Regions from separate parts of the Mus musculus genome. Here region 1 is linked to region 2. The links are chromatin contacts, called in public targeted proximity ligation maps. All regions are on one chromosome and are shown on one strand. The core of a region is the stretch at or near the end of the contact, and the rest is flanking DNA. Distances in the headings are between cores, read along the strand shown.

Region 1 (2,743 bases), core at 192-2,691, 570 kb before region 2:
CTGGCCATAGTTTAAAATATTTTGGGGGAAAATTGTGTTTGTACAGAACGCTTGTAGGCAATTTTTATCATTGTTATTCATGTATTATTTATCTTATACTAGGCATCATGAACAATCTAGAGATGCTTTTAAAGTATATAGAAAAATTGTGTGTGTTGTATGCAGATATTAGTCATTCTATGGGGAACTTGAGCATTCATGGTTTATTGGGGAGGGGTCCATGGGAGAATCTTGGAATGAACCTCACCCAGATATTAAGAGACTACTATATTTCTCTTTTGCTATTTTCTTTTACCTCTCTTCTTCCAACTCTTTTAAGTCCATTTCTTTCTCCTTCAAATTAGGCACATTTTATGCTTTGCCATCGTCTCCAAGTGGTCTTTCTAGATCCTTCTCTCGGTCTGCAGAGTTTATGGGGTTTTCCACTCACATGGTGAACAGCTGGTCTCCCAATCCCCGTGTGCTTCTTCTGCCCACCATCATCTTTGAATGAGCATGACTAAATGGCCCTCCGAATAACTGTGTGTGTGTGGGCAGTATGTGCGCATATTCATTGGTGTGTGTGCATATATGTGTGTAGGTACTTAGGTACGTAGCACAAGCCTGATGCCAACATTTGGTACCTTCTTGGATCACTCTCAGTATTTAATAGGTCACTCTTGGTAGGGATTATAGGCATCCTGCCAACAAAGGAAGGCTTCTGAAGAGAAGTTGAAGACAAGGCTTGAAGATTCCAGAAAGCTCTTCTGTAGCACCGGACTAGGAGTCCTGCCATAACTTGGAACAGACCCTGGTAAGAATACCTTCTGTCCCTGTCTGAGAGTCCATGAGGTCACATGTGGAGGAAATGCTGTGGACAGCTCCTGGCTAATCTACCTAGGGCACTGCTCTCCACAAGGAGAGAACATATCTTGTCTCACTGTGGGCAGCTTTTAATTGATGGCCAGTAGGTATGGGCAAACAACAAGACCTGACTGGTTGACTTAAGAAGGCTTCCAAAGAGAATTTGAAGACAAGGCTTGAAGATCCCAGAAGGCTCTTCTGTAGCACTGGACTAGGAGTCCTGCCATGCTCCCCCATAACTTGGAACAGACCCTAGTAAAAATAATGGTGAATCTTTGTAACTCAATGTATTAACCTTCATGACATTGTTTGAGACAAGATCTCTCACCAAACTTGGAGACCATCAGTTGGGCTATGCTGATTGCCCAGTAAGGCCCACATGCTTCTCCCTCTAGCCCACTATTGTTAATAGTCTCATGTCATGGTGCTGGAGTTTCAAATCAGATCCTTAGGCTGGCAGGGCAGGCATTTCACCGCTTGAGTCATCTCCTTCCACAGACCCCCTAATGTTTTTGATCACAAGAATCCCAGCCAGGCATTGCCCATAGAAGGTAAGGTCCTGGTCCCGTGGAACTCTTTGCTGGCGGCAAACTCAGAGCCGTGCACATGACTGAGAGAAATCCATCAGGAAAGCTCTGGTTGGGAAAGGTTGAAAAATAAGCTGGTGCTGTAGAAGTTTAATAAAACTGGCCTTGGGCCAGGATGGAAAGAGCGTGGTCATCAACCCCAAAGGGAGATTCAGCTGAGAGGCCTCATTCTCAGATGGAAATCGGCTTCCTGTTTTCTGTGTTTTCTGACTGCATCAACGATACAGCGATTTCTTTGATAATTTCCAGTTGTGCACAAGCCAGTCAGCAGAAAAAAAAAATGAGTTTCCTTTCTTCCGTAGATGGGAGAATGTTCTTGAAAAAGAAAGAAAAAAAAATGAAAAGAGGAAAAATTAAAGAAAAAAAAAAAAGAGCGGAAAAACCCCACAGCAAACCCGTGTTAAGAAGAATGTGCTCTGCCCACTGGCTTCAGAAAAATGAGGCTGGTTTCATGTCCAGTGGCTTGCCTATCCTGATAGTTGTCTCTCCTGGCATTTGTGGCGACTACAGGGCCTGATAGGCCCCCTTCAGTGATTTGATTTCATATAAGCAAACGTGGACCCCATCACCACGTATCACCGGCTTGCTTCTGCTTTGTAAGCCCGAAAGAGTGTATCAGTTGATCATTGGAATTCCACTTAGAATTTTTCTCATTAAACTGCTAGCACATTTTATTTCCTTTGGACAGGGAGAGGAGAGATAACATTCCAAACTTGCAAAAAAAATAATTTTTTTTCAAACATTACAAGATCTTTCCCTTCACCAGTGGGAAAGGAACATCAAGTTAGACAGCGTAATTCCCACTGCTGTTCAACCGAGCTTGGCGGTTTAAGATGTAATAAAATCATCATGCTACGTTGAAGAAGTTTGGTTGCTCGTCTTTGCTAACTTTTGGTGCCAACTCTTCCGAAGCTGTTCGCAAGGTCAGCGTAAGGTCAGGCCAGGAGTGTTTATGAAATGGACAGGGAAAGGAATGTGGGGTGCCTGGAAGCTTGGACCCCTCGGGTTCTATCCCAGGACTGAGTTTAGCTCAGTCCTGGAAATCTGAGACTTTTTTTTTTTTTTTTTTTTTTTTTGCTGCCGCTGGAGAATGGGAGGGAAAGGGGGGCGTTCATCAAATCTATTTACAAGAATTGTTTTATTGAGTTCCTGAGGCAAAAGAACAATGGTGGGGGGATGGGGGAAGCAGGGCCAAGGAGCAGCTTTGGTCAGGAGAAGCCCAGCTGTGAAAGAGTTGAAAAGAAAGGTTCAGAGGGTCCCCTGGGGGAACACTGCAAATGGATCATTAGCTAGAGGAGTCCACTCTTGAGTCA
Region 2 (2,700 bases), core at 116-2,615:
GCTGCTCTAATGCACAGTGTGGCAATCTCCTGTCATGGAGCCTCCAGCAGGTGCGTTAAGAAGTGAGCCCTAACTCTCAACACAGGGAATCAGGAATCAATGGTGTCTGTGTTTGGTCAGTAGGCATGGTCCCTGTCTCACTTCCTTCCCATAGTAACAAGATATTTTCAGACCAAAAATCCCACTAGTGGAAGTAAGGAAGTCAGATCCCACACTGATGGCTGGCATGCTCAAATGAGTAGCTGGGAACACTGAGGTTGCAATACAGTAAGCAACATCCTTGGTGTAGGCCTTTGTTAACTGCTTAGAAATGAAATAAGTGAAGCCTTAAAGAGAGTGAGTCACAGGGGAAATATCTATAGATTTAATTGCATATCCCTCAAAAGAAATAAACAAAAATGTCAGCTTCCAAAACCAGCATTAACCAGATGAAAAGGATAGAGTATATGAATGTAGGGGAAGAAAGGGGGAGGTCACCGATTTGTCCCTCCCTTTCCCCCTCAAGATAGGAAGTGACACAGACAGAACATGGGAGATGTTGACACAGGGCACATTTTTTTCCATTCTGGAGGCTCTGGAAAGATGTAACCAAGGGGGCTTGAGGATTGGGAGGTGCGAGCAGTTTGCTTTTTCTGGAAGAGAGAAAGAGAGAGGGAGAGAGAGAGAGAGAGAGAGAGAGAGAGAGAGAGAGAGAGAGAGAGAGAGAGAGAGAGAGAGAGAGAGAAAGCCATGCCTTGGTGGATTTGATCAAACTCTGGAGGCCCACAGTGAGAACCATCAGCTATGATGGAGCAGAGGGAGAAACTGAGGCAGTGTAGATGAGTGATTTGGCTGATGTGTTACTAACTGGATTTAAGACTGATTTCCTCTAATTGTATAAATTTCAGACGGAGGTGAATTAACATACTAAATATAAGTGCTTTTGCATATTTGATTTATGTGTATTATGTAGTTTCTAATGAAATCTAGTAAATACCGGAAATGACTATAATATAATATAAGGTAGCAAACACACTATATTCCTGAGCAATTATCTGGTAGAGGGTGGTGTGCAATGCTTTTATCTTCCCAGGTGAGCTTCTTTTTCTATATTCTTCAAGTTCTTCAGTGCATATAGGTTTTTATAACACGAGCAAACAAATAAATCTTAAGTGCTGCCTAACCCACAGCACTGCTGAAACAGCCCTACGTTTTCCTGATAATACTGTTCATCATTTAGTGATTGTGACACTGGTCTATCTCTAAACTACATCTATTTGCACAACAAAGGATAGTGCTTGTTGGGAAATTGTTGTCTCTGTGCTGTGAGAAGATCCGAGAATCACTGCCTGCGTACGCCCGCAGCCTTTTCAGTCCTTCCTCACAGCGGTCCATCTAAATGGGGTAATGACCTTCACTTGTTTATCCTACTGCGGCCTTGCAGAGTCTGCCCAAGACAAGAGAGGCAAAGGAAAAGGAAATGAAGAGGGGCAGAATGCCTGAAGGTCAAAAACCCTCGACCTGTGTAAGGTCGAGGAGAGTTTGGGGAAGAGACCATGGAAGAAGCAGCCAGCCTTCTTACTCCCTGGAAGACAGTGCTGTGCCTATACCATTGTAAGATCACAGGGGTTGCATGAGTTTCTGATTTGTTACCAGTGCCTCTGTACTGGGTAAGGTAGCATAGCAGGATTGCCCTCAAGGCTGGTCAATCATTTCTATGAAAGAACGCAAGGAATGTTGTTGTTCTCTGCTTTCTTGAAAGGGAAAATAAAACCCCTGGAAGATTTCTGGAATGAATGACACAGCTGGTTCCTGCTTTCAAAACCACTGCCGCCATAATACTGGATTTGAAGACAATTCATTTCTGTGGTTTGGTCCATGGCAAAGTGGCCCAAACTCACCAGCCTGTGGCTTCTTTGTTCAGTGCTAAGGAGGGACAGAAAGAATAAACTCAATTATTTCAATTTGATTATCTTGCTTGTTTTCAAAGTTGTTTTCCATTCGGTGTGTTCTGCCAGGTTAGCCACAACCACTCTTGTTTCTAGAAATGGAGTCACGTTTTCCGGGGCTTACCAGAAATAAAACAGCATATCATGGGCTGTCCTCACTGGGTGGCAATCAGATAAAGACTTCTCCCAGCTCTATGCAGGCCTTTCAAACTCAAAGAGAAGACAATACTAAAGGTTACTTCCTGTTTCAAAACTCTGGAAAGTCTAGAACTTTCACAAGATACTGGGGGGGGGGGTGTTTGGAGGTAGGTTCTGATGTTCAAAGCCATGCTTTTCAATTCCTTGGTATGACAGGGAGGGCCTCCCAGTAAGTAATGCCTGTTCCTCCCTCTCCTACCCTTGAAGATAAAGGTATGTGGCATCATCATATGTACCAGGACATGAAGGGACAAGAGAAACCAGCTATTGTTCGCCATTGTCTCCTCACGATCTTCCTTCTCCCTGCTTCTCTCAGGGTCTTGTTTTACTCAGTATTTACTTGTTTATTATAGACATATATGTGGGAACATGAGAGTGAGGAGAAAGAGGAGGGAGAGAGGGAGAGACAGAGAGATAGAGATAGAGACAGAGAGACAGAGAGACAGAGAGACAGAGAGACAGAGAGGGAGGAAGAAAGAAATTAGACAGACAGATAGACAGAACAGAAGAGAGTTTCGAAATATCAGGAGTGGGCCCAGGAAATAAGTTATTCCATTTGTCTTTTAAAAGAGTT

The links.
Region 1: a contact with region 2 is called in a targeted proximity ligation map of kidney, with 9 times the contacts expected there. A contact is called at or near these places in 7 of 39 promoter capture datasets (cranial neural crest, frontonasal cranial neural crest, liver and 4 more), 14 of 484 Hi-C or Micro-C datasets (LSK cells, bone marrow-derived macrophages, cerebellar granule neurons and 8 more), 7 of 130 datasets of targeted methods (embryonic basal ganglia, embryonic stem cells and kidney) and 1 of 9 other capture datasets (embryonic stem cells).

Annotation. Positions count from the first base shown.
Region 1 is chr19:28,750,064-28,752,806 of GRCm38.p6, reverse strand. No RefSeq gene overlaps it. Among named protein-coding and RNA genes, the nearest start is that of Gm35922, 8.6 kb to the left of the region's middle.
Region 2 is chr19:28,181,581-28,184,280 of GRCm38.p6, reverse strand. No RefSeq gene overlaps it. Among named protein-coding and RNA genes, the nearest start is that of Rfx3, 170 kb to the right of the region's middle.